Regions from separate parts of the Gossypium hirsutum genome. Here region 1 is linked to region 2. A link is a contact called in public Hi-C data. All regions are on one chromosome and are shown on one strand. Each heading gives the region's core, a stretch centred on a gene start, on an enhancer-like site or on the middle of the called end of the contact. The rest is flanking DNA. Distances are from core to core; before and after follow the strand shown.

The links. Hi-C and Micro-C count contacts between places; a contact is called where the count stands out from the background.
Region 1: a contact with region 2 is called in a Hi-C map of leaf, with 2.5 times the contacts expected there. The contact joins two enhancer-like sites. A contact is called at or near these places in 14 of 34 Hi-C or Micro-C datasets (anther, callus, cotyledon and 4 more).

What each region holds. Positions count from the first base shown.
Region 1 is chrD08:39,783,339-39,789,882 of Gossypium_hirsutum_v2.1, forward strand. No RefSeq gene overlaps it. Among protein-coding and RNA genes, the nearest start is that of LOC107911851, 38 kb to the right of the region's middle. Within about 2 kb of position 1,838, at least 3 of the 9 cell types and tissues checked have an H3K27ac peak or open chromatin away from gene starts, as enhancers often do. A contact at or near this core is called in leaf, where this site is marked.
Region 2 is chrD08:39,735,403-39,741,608 of Gossypium_hirsutum_v2.1, forward strand. No RefSeq gene overlaps it. Among protein-coding and RNA genes, the nearest start is that of LOC107911857, 32 kb to the left of the region's middle. Within about 2 kb of position 4,584, at least 2 of the 9 cell types and tissues checked have an H3K27ac peak or open chromatin away from gene starts, as enhancers often do. A contact at or near this core is called in leaf, where this site is marked.

The sequences.
Region 1 (6,544 bases), core at 588-3,087, 45 kb after region 2:
GTAACTCCAAGAGGTTTCATCTATTTTGACCCCCTCTAGCTTCTTGCAAAACTTCCATCTTAAGGGCTTAACGTGCTCCTCCAAGGAAAAATTGTTAGCATAAGTGTTCTGGGAGCCAACTGGATGGTTGTTGTCAACAAGTAGGTCATTAGGCTAATGACGCTCAAGGTTTCTGTGGATGGTAGGCTAAGCCTCATCGTCTAGGTTGACCAAGTTGCCCCTCTTGTGATCTCAATAGATGCTTTAAACTCAACTATTAGTTGCTCATTTTGAGCTTTCTTATAGTCAATGAGGTGTTAGCCCTCTTACTGCTATTAAAAGTAGTGTTGCTGCTTAAAAAGCTACTTCTTCATACGCCGAAGTTTTTCCTACATCTCAATAACTTAATGTTGGGAGCCAGAGTGCTGCTGATAAGTGGCTTGGTCTAGAGGAGTGGCAGTGACTGCTATTTGAGGAGGTAGGGGTAGTGAGGTAGGAAGAGAGAGCGTACTGCAAATATTGGGCAAGGTACTCCTTGGGATCATGTGATGTGGTTCTAAAAGTCTATTGAGAGTAAAAAGAGATAGGTTGAGCAAGGTTGTAGGTTGGCGATATTAAAGATGATGGAAGTACATAAGAAAGTGGTGGCAGAGGTTAAGAGAGTGATAGAACCGGAGGATGTCGAGAAAATATCAATATTTAGGGTTTAAGGTTTGGTAAAAAGGAACAAAAGGGTTGTTCAACCTCAATGATTGAGTCAAAACAATGGAGTTTTGGTTTAAAGAGGGTTTAGAGGTGATGGGATTGATAGGATTCGTCGGAGCTGACGAGTTTACGGGGTTTGTGGAGTTAGCTAGGTTTGCTAGGTTGATGAGGGAATTGTTCTGAGAAGAAGTCATGGTAAGGCCCACGCTCACTGTACCAATTGTTGATGAAAGGTATCAACAAGGATGGAGATGAGGAGAAGGTGGTGGTGCAAAAGAGGTTAGTTCAGCTAGACAGATAAAAAGCCAAAGAAGGATATAAGGAAGAGTAAGGTTACTGTAAGGGTTGAGAAGGCTGAGTGCAGAAAGTAAGTGCTCAAGGTTGCTAATGGGAAAAAGATCCCTTTCTCATCGTCCTGCAAGGTATTTATAGGGAGATACCCTTTGTTTGGTAGTGTTGACGTGGCAACTTATTACCATGGAGTGTGGGGGGTGTACGTGGTGGGGCCATTTTGTTAGTCCTTTAGGGAAGCACAAGGATCGTATGCTCATGTGGATTCCAACTATCTATAAAAGAATGTTCGCACTTAAGGGAGTGTTTACAGCAGAAAACTAGTGACTTGGTCGTAGTAATGGGTGGCCTGATGTTGATTATGTTTCAGCTATCAATGGATGATCCCATGGAAGGCGTCTCGTCCTAAAGTCTAAGCAACTAGTGGTAACTCGGACAAAAAGAGGTGTAGATGAGAGATGTCACACGTTGAATGCCTTTTTGCCTTTTTGGCGTGCTGTCGAAATGTCACATGTTGAATCCGAGCGAGCGTATAAAAATATTGGAGAGAAGATGAGAGATGATTCACAAAGATTATGCCTGCAGCTGTAGGTAGGTATAACAGCTAGCCTAGCATATATATTCACGTATGAGAGAAAATGAGGAGAACGCCTTGGAGAGCAGACTATGATGTCTAACCAATTGGAGTAAATTGTGATTGGGCCCTCTTCCTTATCACTAATTTGTTAACATCGAAAAGTGTAGCTTTGATAAAGATTCATGTCGGCGCATATTGCTTTGCATCCCTTATGCTTTCCTCTCCACCCCTATAGCCTACGTTTGCTTATAGCTAGGTTGGGCTCATTGAAAAGTAGGGTCGCCATCGACCACCGTCTCTCTTTTGCCATCATTACATGACAATGGGTAGAGATAAACCAGACCAATATATAAGGTTCCTAATTCTGTTAGGATGGATCTTTAAACAAAGCCCTTCTACCCACTCTGCATTCGACGGATAAAATCATAAAAGAATCCTTGGTACGGTAGCTCTAACACCTAAATGAGTTTGGACCATACAGCTCTGCAATGTATTTACAATTTTTTTTTTTGGGGGGGGGGTCAAAGCAATGCCTTTACATTGTTATTTATTGTTATCGAGCTTCTGATAAAAGGTTTTCTAATAAGAAAAAAAATGAAAAATTGATTGGGTACATCTTGGTCCATATGTTATTATAGAGCTGTAGGCATAGGACCACAGCTTCGGAACTCTAGTGGACAATTGAGGACTCCCTATACCGTCTAGTTGGCGGCTGGTGTGTGGTGTTTACAAGCTTCAATTGTCGGTTTCTCTGATTGTCAACAGTCTTTCTCTTTCTATTTCATTTTCTCTATCTCAATCGAGATGGACTTTATAGTGGACCTGTAGCCCAGGATTCTCCTGAAAGTCCAAGGATGATTGGATAGCTGGGATTGTATTGGGGCCTAGATGATCATCTTGACATTGAAGGCAATTTCACAAATATTAGAGACATGATAAGACCCCGGAAATGCATTGTTTTCTCTTTGCAATTCAATCACATTATCTATTTTGTCCCATCTTTACGCAGCTAATAACTAGCAAGTTCATGAACCATGTTGAGGGAGAACTATATAGCAAGGAAAATCCGTAATGACATGACAGTTGTTTTTTTTAAACAAAAAAACACAGCACTAAAGTTATTTGCTGAAGAAAGTAGCCGACAGTTGAGATCCCAGCATGATTGATACGTGGACACTTAGAGAGTTTCCCAGATTCGTAGCTATCAAGGGCACCTGTCAAGTCCTGAAACTCTCAACACAGATACAAATAATATGAATGAAGGAAACCTATACTGATTTAGGTATGCTACGTGGTATTTTGACATCCTTTTGTTTTTCAACAATCAAAAGCTCAACTTGCCACCAATAGATACCAACAAAACTATACCTGCACATTACTTGATTATTTTTCTGGGATTAATGTTCATTGACTATATTACTACTTGTCAAGGGCAGGCTCGATGCACTTGCAATTATTAGTGGATACGCAACTCAGCACAGATGCAGCATTTCATTGGCTTAAATTGAGTTGATTTCTTTCAGCTAGACCTAGGCCAGCTTCCAAGAACCCTACATATTCAATCTTTTAGCACAACTTGGGCTGCAATTTGCAAAACGTACCAGTTGACTCCTCTCTCACTATTATTTTAAGCAACAAACATATAAATCAGTTGGTAAGCGTATATTTTATTATAACTTTTTTGAAACAAATTTATAAGTTATATTTTTTATTATATATTTGAATTCCTTAGAAACTTGTATTATATTTTTTCTCTTAAAATAAAAAATTATAAAATATGGTATAGGTTTATATGTTTTCTTATTAGAGTAAGGTGTTCTTTATAAGCTATGGTAAATTAAGTTTCAATAATAATTAACAATGGCTGGTCTTCCGTCTCTGCTCATTGTGGAGACAGGAAAGCGAACACTAACTAGTTATATGAAATATTATACACATTTCACCCATATATAAAAATAGAATCGTACGTATATACCAATCTACTTTATATAATCATGAATATTATTTCTTCAACCAAGGAAGGAGATTCTTGAACTTGGGAGGGTTAGTCATGAACATGAAAATGGATGTGGAATATATAAAGAAAAAACTAAACTAAACCCCTTGAGCTTAAATTTAATGAGCCCTTCTTTAAACCCAACTGAAACCAGTTATATTTATAGGCTCCAACAGACGTAGTTAATGGACCTAATCCTTTCTTCTGTGGTGTGTGAGAGAGAGAGAGAATAATAGCATCCCTTTTTAATTTGTGGATCCTTAATCCATTGTTTAAAACATGCCTTTAATATTGGCACCCAATATTCAATCATCTCCCTGCTTGGAGTTGGAACATCTTTAAACTCTTTTTAATTAAACTATTCAATATATATTAATATTTATTAAATGATTAAATCTTTTTTTACATAAAATAAATAGTTCAAAAATTTTAATTTATATTAAATTTGACATGATCTATATAGAATATGAAATGTAATGATTAGATTATTAAAATATTAATCGTACAAAAATATATAAAATGACATAAAACTGCTTTAGTTTTAAACTGATATAAGTGAATCCCTCTCAAAAATTTTAAAATAATAATTTTTAAAATGTAATTTCTTTATATAAATTTTTAAATTGTTTTCACTATTTTAAATATAAAAAATTTACCTATTAAAAAATTTACATTGAATAAAAAATAGATTTTTCAATTTAAATAACCATGATAACTTATATTCCAATATTTTTTCTCCAACCCAGGCTGATTGGGCTCTCATAAATTTAGATGGTGATGTAATGTTTAGATGGCATGAACACCCAAAAAAGCAGCCTCTTTAGATTTGCATTAAGTGGCATAAACCCATCAACATATTTGTAGGTATAGTTTCGTTATTGATTTGTCAAAGATTGATAATAGTGCAGCCGGTTATTGGCATCTCACATGTAGGCTAGACTTATATAGTTACAATGCACCCAAAATGTGTAACATAATCAAGCAGCTGGCCCATAACTTTTTCGCTAACAATGGCTTCCAACTTAACACAACTGCTGCGCCTTCATTCTTGTCCTACAGCACCTTAGGGCTAGTTTGACAATACTTTTGAAAAGTGTTGTGGAAAAATAATTTTGAGAAGTATTTTTGAAAAGTGCTTTTGAAAAATTTGAGTGTTTGGTATTGCTGTCAAAAAGTACTTTTGAGAAATAAAATGTTCATTTTAGACATGATATTATAAAGTAACAAATATGTATTTAAATAATGTTCAAATTAGTTAATATTATGATCTTTTAGCAAAAATATAAAAAATAATTTATTATAACTTATTGTTAATACTTTAATATATAAAATTAATTTTAAATATTTCTAAGTAATTAATATTATTTATTTATTAAATTTAATTAGAATATATAAACTATATTTAAATATAATAATTAGATATTTGTAATTAGATATTGACACAATTGTATTATTTTAAAAATTATTTTTTATTTTTAATTAATGCTTTTAACACATTTGTATTATTTTATTTTAAAATGTATTTGAATATATAACTCATATTAGATATTTACATAACATAGAAAACATAAACCTAACAAATTAAAATATTACATATATTTAGATTAAAGTTTCAAAAAGGGATAATATTTATATACCAAATATAAATACTAAAAATTTTACAATAGCATTTACTAAAAAGTCTTCTAACATCTATTTGGAAGAAGAAATAGTAAGGTTAAAAAAGTAAAATATCAACCAAAAGCACTTTTGGGCTGAAAAAAGCTAAAATTTTCTACTTTTTCATATGTGAAAAAGTACTTACAAAGTTAAAAAATTTTCTACACTGACGTCTGTTCTTTATTGCTTTTTAGGAAAAATCACTTTTTAATGAAAAAGCTCATCTGAGAAGCATTGGAGAACACAACCTTAATGCTCCTTGAAGCCCATCCATCTACTAATCTTTTTTTCAGATGGGGGAGCTCAGATTTTATAGAAGAACTCATGTCTTTGTAACATCTTTAAAATCCTCTTAATCGAAAATAATATGAAATAATTTTTTAGTGAAATAAGATATAAAGAAAGTAAAGGATAAGGGGTGTTAAAGAAAAATGAAATAAAAAGTATGTTGTGAAATATTAATTTGAGCCAAGGACTAAATTAGAAAAAATATGAAAAGTTTTGTGGCCCAAGTGTAAATGTTTAAAAAGTGAGGGGTTAAAGTATAAATTGGAAAATTTGAAGGGCCAATATTGAAAATATCTTAAGGGTGGAAAAAATGGATGAATAAGGACCAAACTGAACAAATAAAGAAAAGAGAAAGACTAAATTATAAATTTTACCAAAAGATGTTATGAAAATGATGAAATTGTAGAGAAAGTAGAAGGATAAAATAGTCATTTCCTAAATAATATTAAAAGAAAATATCTTGGCTATGGACAAATTTGAGTCATTAGATTAAATTGAAAAGTAAGAATAAATTATTGTCATGGATTGAAATCATTAAACTTAGATTATTTTATTAATTAGTAATATTTTATGAAAGATGTTTTTATAGAAAAATGGAGAAAATTCTCCAATTCTCCATGCTTCAACCGTCCAACACCAATATAACGGAGAGGAGTGTTTTTTTATACAATTTAGTCCCTTACCAAGAAATCTCACTATTTCATCCAAAATTTTTGGAAATTTCCATAGACACCGAAGAGGAAAGATGAAGCAGAGATCCTAGAGAGTATATTCATCAATTTAGAAGAAAGAAATTGGTAGATGAAAGTGAAGAAAATTAAAAGAAAAGAGAAGGATAGTGAGAAAGATGAGAAAGAAATGAAAGTGAGGAAAAGGGAAGAAACTCTTGACAAAAAAAAAGAAAAAAAAAGAGGTAAGTTTTCATACAAACTATACTTGTATTCAGTAAACTGAATTAAATATGTTTTGAATAAAATGTATGAAATGTTTATTTTAACTAAATTCTTGAAATAGTAAGTATGTAACGAAGCATGACATGTAGAAACTTG
Region 2 (6,206 bases), core at 3,334-5,833:
AAATTTGGAGGGTCAAAAATTGTAAAATATTTTTGTCTGTTAAAGAAACTATAAAATTTGTAAATATTTTTTATAAATATTTACAAAGTTACTATATAGGTGAATTAAAGTTTGGTCTAAAAATTTTAATGATTGGATGGTTAATTTGGGTTCAAGGACTAAATTGTAAACGTGGTATAAGTTAATCACTATGGAATCTTAAATAATTGGTGGACCAACTGAGTAATTAGACCGTTGATAAATGGTCAAATAGTGGTCATAACCAACTATCATCTAGAAAAAGTGTTAATTAAGATTAATGTTAATGAATTAATGATTCATTATACTAATTATGATTAATTAATAAGTTAATTATAATATATAAGTTATAATTAAAAAGAAAACAAACATGCTCTTTATCTTTTTCTTATGAAAATTCGAATGTAAGAAAGGAGAAAACCCTTGGTCACGTTCATGCTTAAATCCCTAAATTAGTAACTGATTTCAATCTCGTTTCTTGTAATTTTTATGTTTTTAAAATCGTTGCAATTAGGTCTAGCTAACTTGTATCTCTATTTTCAAAACTGTTATAGATTTTAAAACTTTCTATTAATGAATCTTAGATGTTCTTGATAGAAAATGGTATATTTGGAAGCTATGAAATGTTTAAAGACTATTTTATAAAGTGATTTTTGTTAATTTTGAACATAAGGACTAAGTTTTTAATATCTTAAAATTGATACGTAATTTCTGTGATTTTTTATAATAGGTGGTTGTAATTGAATATATTTGAAATCGGTTTAAATTTTGAAGTCTAAATTTGAAAGTTATGGTAAGTTTGATTTTAGGGACTAAATTGAATAAAACGTAAAAGTTTAAGGAAATTATGTAAAATGAAATTAAAAGATTATAAGCATGAATTTGAGTATTATTATGAGATTGGTATTAATATTTTGAACATTAACTATTATATAGACCAAGTTGTTAACTTATGCGAAAAATAGAAAACTGTTGAATAGTCCTTGTTAGCTAAACTTCTAGGATTTTGTCAGGTAAGTTCATACACTATGAAGTTACTCCTTTATGCTTACATGCTATACTAAGATTGTCGATAATTATTGTTGTTGGACTGGATTTATAAATTATCTCAAGTATATCCCGATGGAATTAGAAAATGCTCGTATATAGGTTTGTGTTCTTGCCTAGCTCCCAGCTCCTGTATATGTTGCGGACTAGAGAATAAAAAATATTAAGCCCTGGCTAGGAAAATATTTGTGTAGGTTGACCGTCTTGGGCAACCAGGCACTAATGTTTCCATCTGTATACTGAGGTATTATTTTACTAAACTTTATCAAGAAGGTCCGTTATTAAAGTCTTGGAGGCTAATCTATGAAGTTGGTTATAGAGCTCTTGTGAATTGGTTTTAGGATTATAGTTGGTTTATTTGGTAATGAAAATACTTATGAATGTTCATGTGATTAAGCTCAAAACTTTATATGTATAATGATGTTGTTTGAATCTTGATAAGGGTATATAATGTGAATTGAAGGGTGAATGTGAGCAAGGTGATCAATTAGAATACGAATTTATGTTATATTTTAAGTTGAATATGGTGCTTCACCATTTGAGTTTATATATGTGGATTTGGTTTAAACCTCAATTGATTGATGTTGTTTTTGGATGTCATGATAGGTGAAATTGTTTTATATTAATTAATGTATTTGTTAAATGGTTGAGGTAAGCTATTTGTTTATATTGTATGAGCTTACTAAGTATTTTATATACTTACTCGTGTTACTACTTTTATGTAAATTTTGGACGTCTGAGACATGTCGACCAGATCGTCAAGAAGCTCACACCCTTCAACTTTTGATTTGGTAGATTTTTTATGTTTGAAGTTGGTTACTTGTGGCATGTACATAGGTTGAATGAACTTAAGCTAGTCAAAATCTGTTTTAGTATAATAGCCTTGTATATGTAAATTTATGGTTGAGACTTAATATTGGATATTTGGTATTTGATTTGAATTATTGATTTGTTGGTGCCAGTAAGGGCACATTGGTTGTTTGATAAAATGATTAGTGAATTGGTGTTTTTGACTTGGAATAGGCATATTTTGGTGTTGGTTTGAATAGAATGAAATGGCATTATAGGTCATTTGGTTTAAATGGTATGCAAAATGCTTAAAACATGGTATTTATGCTGCACACGGGCTACCACTAAACCGTGCGTGTTACACGTTCAAGGTGATTTTTAGTTCACACGGTTTGAGGACATTGGTGTGTGGCCTTGCACCACATGGACTCAGGCCATCAAACAGCCTAGCCACACGCTTGTGTGACCCCTATTTTGCATTTATGCCTATTAATTTGTAAATGTTTCAGATCGGTCCTGATTTAGTTTCGAAATTGCTCAAAAGCTTTCGTAAGCCCAATTAAGACTTGATTTTGATTGTAATGCATGTTTAACATGGAATTAGTTTGTATTTATTGATTATTGAGTATTATTGAATAAATTGCTTGTGAATGTTCCGGTTTACTATTGTAGCATCCTATAGCTTGGGTCCGACGACTAGACTGAGTATAGGGTGTTACATACTCCATGCAGTCACACAATATCCGAAATATATAACTTAGCCAACATTTGTAAAGAGTAATCCGTATAGACAGGTAAGAAATGAGCAGACTTAATTAATCGATCTACTATCATCCAAATTGAATCTTTCTTAATGGGTGTTAAGGGTAATTGTAACACCCCGAATTTGGGACTAGAAGTATTAAGGTTTGTTGGTTAGGTCAGTGGTTTGATAGGCTGTTAACTAAGTATTTGCGTTTTAGAGATAGAGTGAACCTGCTGGTTCGGTGATAAGGTGTTTGTCATTGTATAATGTTTAACACAATTAATATTATTATATAATATGTATATGAATTTGTATGTCATATTTTGGTTTGTTTGTATATAACATTTATGGTTATGTATATAAATTTTTTTATTTGAATTATTATCTATATATATAACGCATGAATTTGGAAAAACTTTTAAATTGATAAAAATAATCTTTATTATTTATTATACTACTAAAATGATATTTGAATAATTTTTATTTTATTATTAAATTTTGAATATTGAAAAATCTTTATCTTGTTTAGGCTTAAATGTAAAAAAAATCCTTAGTAAAAAAACAATTAAGCCCTTAAGAATGTACTCAATTGATCTCTCAATGACAAAAAAAAATCAACTAAACCCATTTTATAATGAAAATTGTCATTCACGAATTTGATTGTTAACAAACACTTCCGTGATTGACAAAATCATTGTGAAGCAATTACATGGCATGCCACCTAGACAAATATACTGACATAGCTTGTCACGTATCATATATTAAAAGAATTAAAATCCTAAAATTATATAAAATATATATACTGAAATAAACTTAGAGAAATGAACATTCAAGTTTATTTGAATTTGAACATCTATTTGTCTAGTTCATTCTAGATGTAGTTTAAAATATTATAAAAAATTTAAAATGTTGTAAAAATATTATAAATTTATAAAAATTATCGATAATTAAGTAAAAAATTCTAACAAAATACAAAAAAATCATAAAATACTATAAAATGTTTAAATATAAATAATATAATATAATAATAAATAATCCAAATTTTGTCCGTGCCCCTATATACCCTATTATGCCTTGCTGTAGAAACACAAAAATCGTGTTATTTGATAAATTTCGTAATCCAAAACTCATATTCATCAAAATGTCACAAATTATATATATATTAAGAAGTTTTTGTGTTCATTTTTCATATGAATTATAGATACAGTGAGTACATACAAATATGATTTTTCATTACTAAAATTTTAATAAATTCGATAGGAACTTAATTTGATTTTCATATCATTAAATTAACATATTACATCATTATATATTTCATATAATCATTAAACTTAAAATTTTTAAATTTTATTAATTACTAACTTTGAATATTTTTTATACATATATAATAATTGCATTAAAAATAATATTATATTCATAATTAATGTTTTTGAATTTTATAATTTAACATAAAGATGTATTGATTTATAAAATTTTAATATAATTATATAATATTTAAAATATATTTTCATAAATTTAATTTTTTTTTAGTTTTATATTGGATCTATCTCGGGCTTAAGTTTGGATTGGTCTCGAGCCTAAGACCGATCATGAGTCAATTTTGGGCTCGAATTATTTTGGACTCGAGCTTTCTCAAATTTGAATTTTCTTATATTTAGATTTTCTTAGATTCAGATTATTACATGCTTGGATTTAAAGGTACGAAGTTTCAGGTTCAGGTCTGTGCACAAAAACAAAAAAAAATATAATATGAATATTAAGTATAATTATATGATCTCAAATGCGATAATATTTTTTTTTCAATTGGTAGTAATTGTGTATTTTATCCTTTTACTTTGATTTAGTCATTAATTGTGTATAATGACAAAATTATATTAATATTAAAAATAAAAATATATTTCCTTCCACTTCCCACACCCCACCCCTTTCGACTCCTTCCTTCTACCATCGCTTTTCCCTCTCTCCCATTGTCCCTCCTCCACCTCGACCCTTTCCTTCTCCTCACCGTCCCTCTCTCTCCCCCGGGCCATCGCTTTCCCTTCCTTCTCCCTTGACTAAGCCAACAACTTGTATTTTCCTCAATTTTTCTATTGGTTGCCTCTCGTTCTTCTTAATTCCTCCACAACATAATTTCCCCTCTATAAAAGCATAAAGGCCAAACATCTTCCATCGCCATTAAAACCAAAACTGCAAACGATCATTAACATTGGTTGGTAATGCCTTTGATTCCACGGCTTTCTGTGCTTTCACTTTCTTTGTTGTTATCTTTGATAATTCTGTTTTAAGTGTTAGAGTATCTGGAAGTTAGTTAGTTGACTGTTAAGATAGCCGTTAGTTTGTTAAAGAAACAGTTCTCAGCTATTGCTATAAATCCATGTATCAGGTCATTAATATGGCTTAATGAAATTTAATATACTTCTTCAGTTTTAGAGTATTTTTTGTTATATTTCAACATGGTATTAAATGTCTCTCTCTTCCTGGGATTGATGCTTTAAGTTTCGGTTCTTTTTGGTTGTTGCATGGATCAACCATCGAGTTCTTCCGCTGTTTAGTCTACTGCACCCACGATGGCGTCCAATCTTGTTAATGGTGTTCTTGATAGCAGTTTCTTCTCTACCAAGAAAGTGAGTATACTTCTTGATGATTCCAATTATCTTTTATGGCGGCAACAGGCTATGTTGGCTGTTAAAGCTTACAAACTGCAAAGTGTTCTTGACTTGCATACCGTACCACCCCCTTCGATGGTTCCAGGTGATGATGGGGTGCTTCAAGAAAATGTTGAGTTCACTAGGTTCGAACAGTAAGATAGCGCTCTTGTTTCCTGGCTTTTGTTCTCGGTAAGTCAAGATGTTCTTCCTCATCTCATTGGGCTTGACACCATTGCTCAGATTTGGAATTCTATTGTAACATTGTATGGTAGCAAAACTACTTCTCGACTGATGTTCTATCGTCATGCATTACACTCTCAACGAAAAGGTGATATGTTTATGAAAGAGTTTTTGCTGAAAATCAAATCCTACTGTGATAATCTTGCTAGCTGTGGAGAGGCTATCAGTGCAAATGAGCATATCACTGCTATCCTTAATGGGCTGCCATTCGAATATGAGTCCATTGTTTCAATCATTCTTGCTGGTCAGCTTTCATACATTGTTCAGAATGTCACAACTATGCTAATTGATGCTGAAGCTAGACAACAGGTTATACTGGCTGAGACTCCTAGTTCTGCCAATTTAGTTTCTTAACAATCTGCACAGTCAGTTACTAATACTTCTGTACCACCTTATCGTGCATCAAATTCTCGGGGTCGTAGGCGTGGTTGCTAGTCTGGAGCCCGTATTCAATGCCAATTGTGTGGAAAAACTAGATATATAGTTGATCGATGCTATCATCGGTTTGATTCATCTTACAAAAGTTCCAACTACAGGCCTTCTTCGCAAGCAAATATGTGCATGTATGCACTTGGTCCTTCTCCTTGGACACTATTTGATGTGTCAGTTATGTCACCTGTGGTTCAACCTTCTCCCAACTAGTCCTATCAGTCAGCGCCTACGTCTAACTGGGCCCATCCATATATGAGTAACTCCACACAACAGGTTTCACCTTCCTC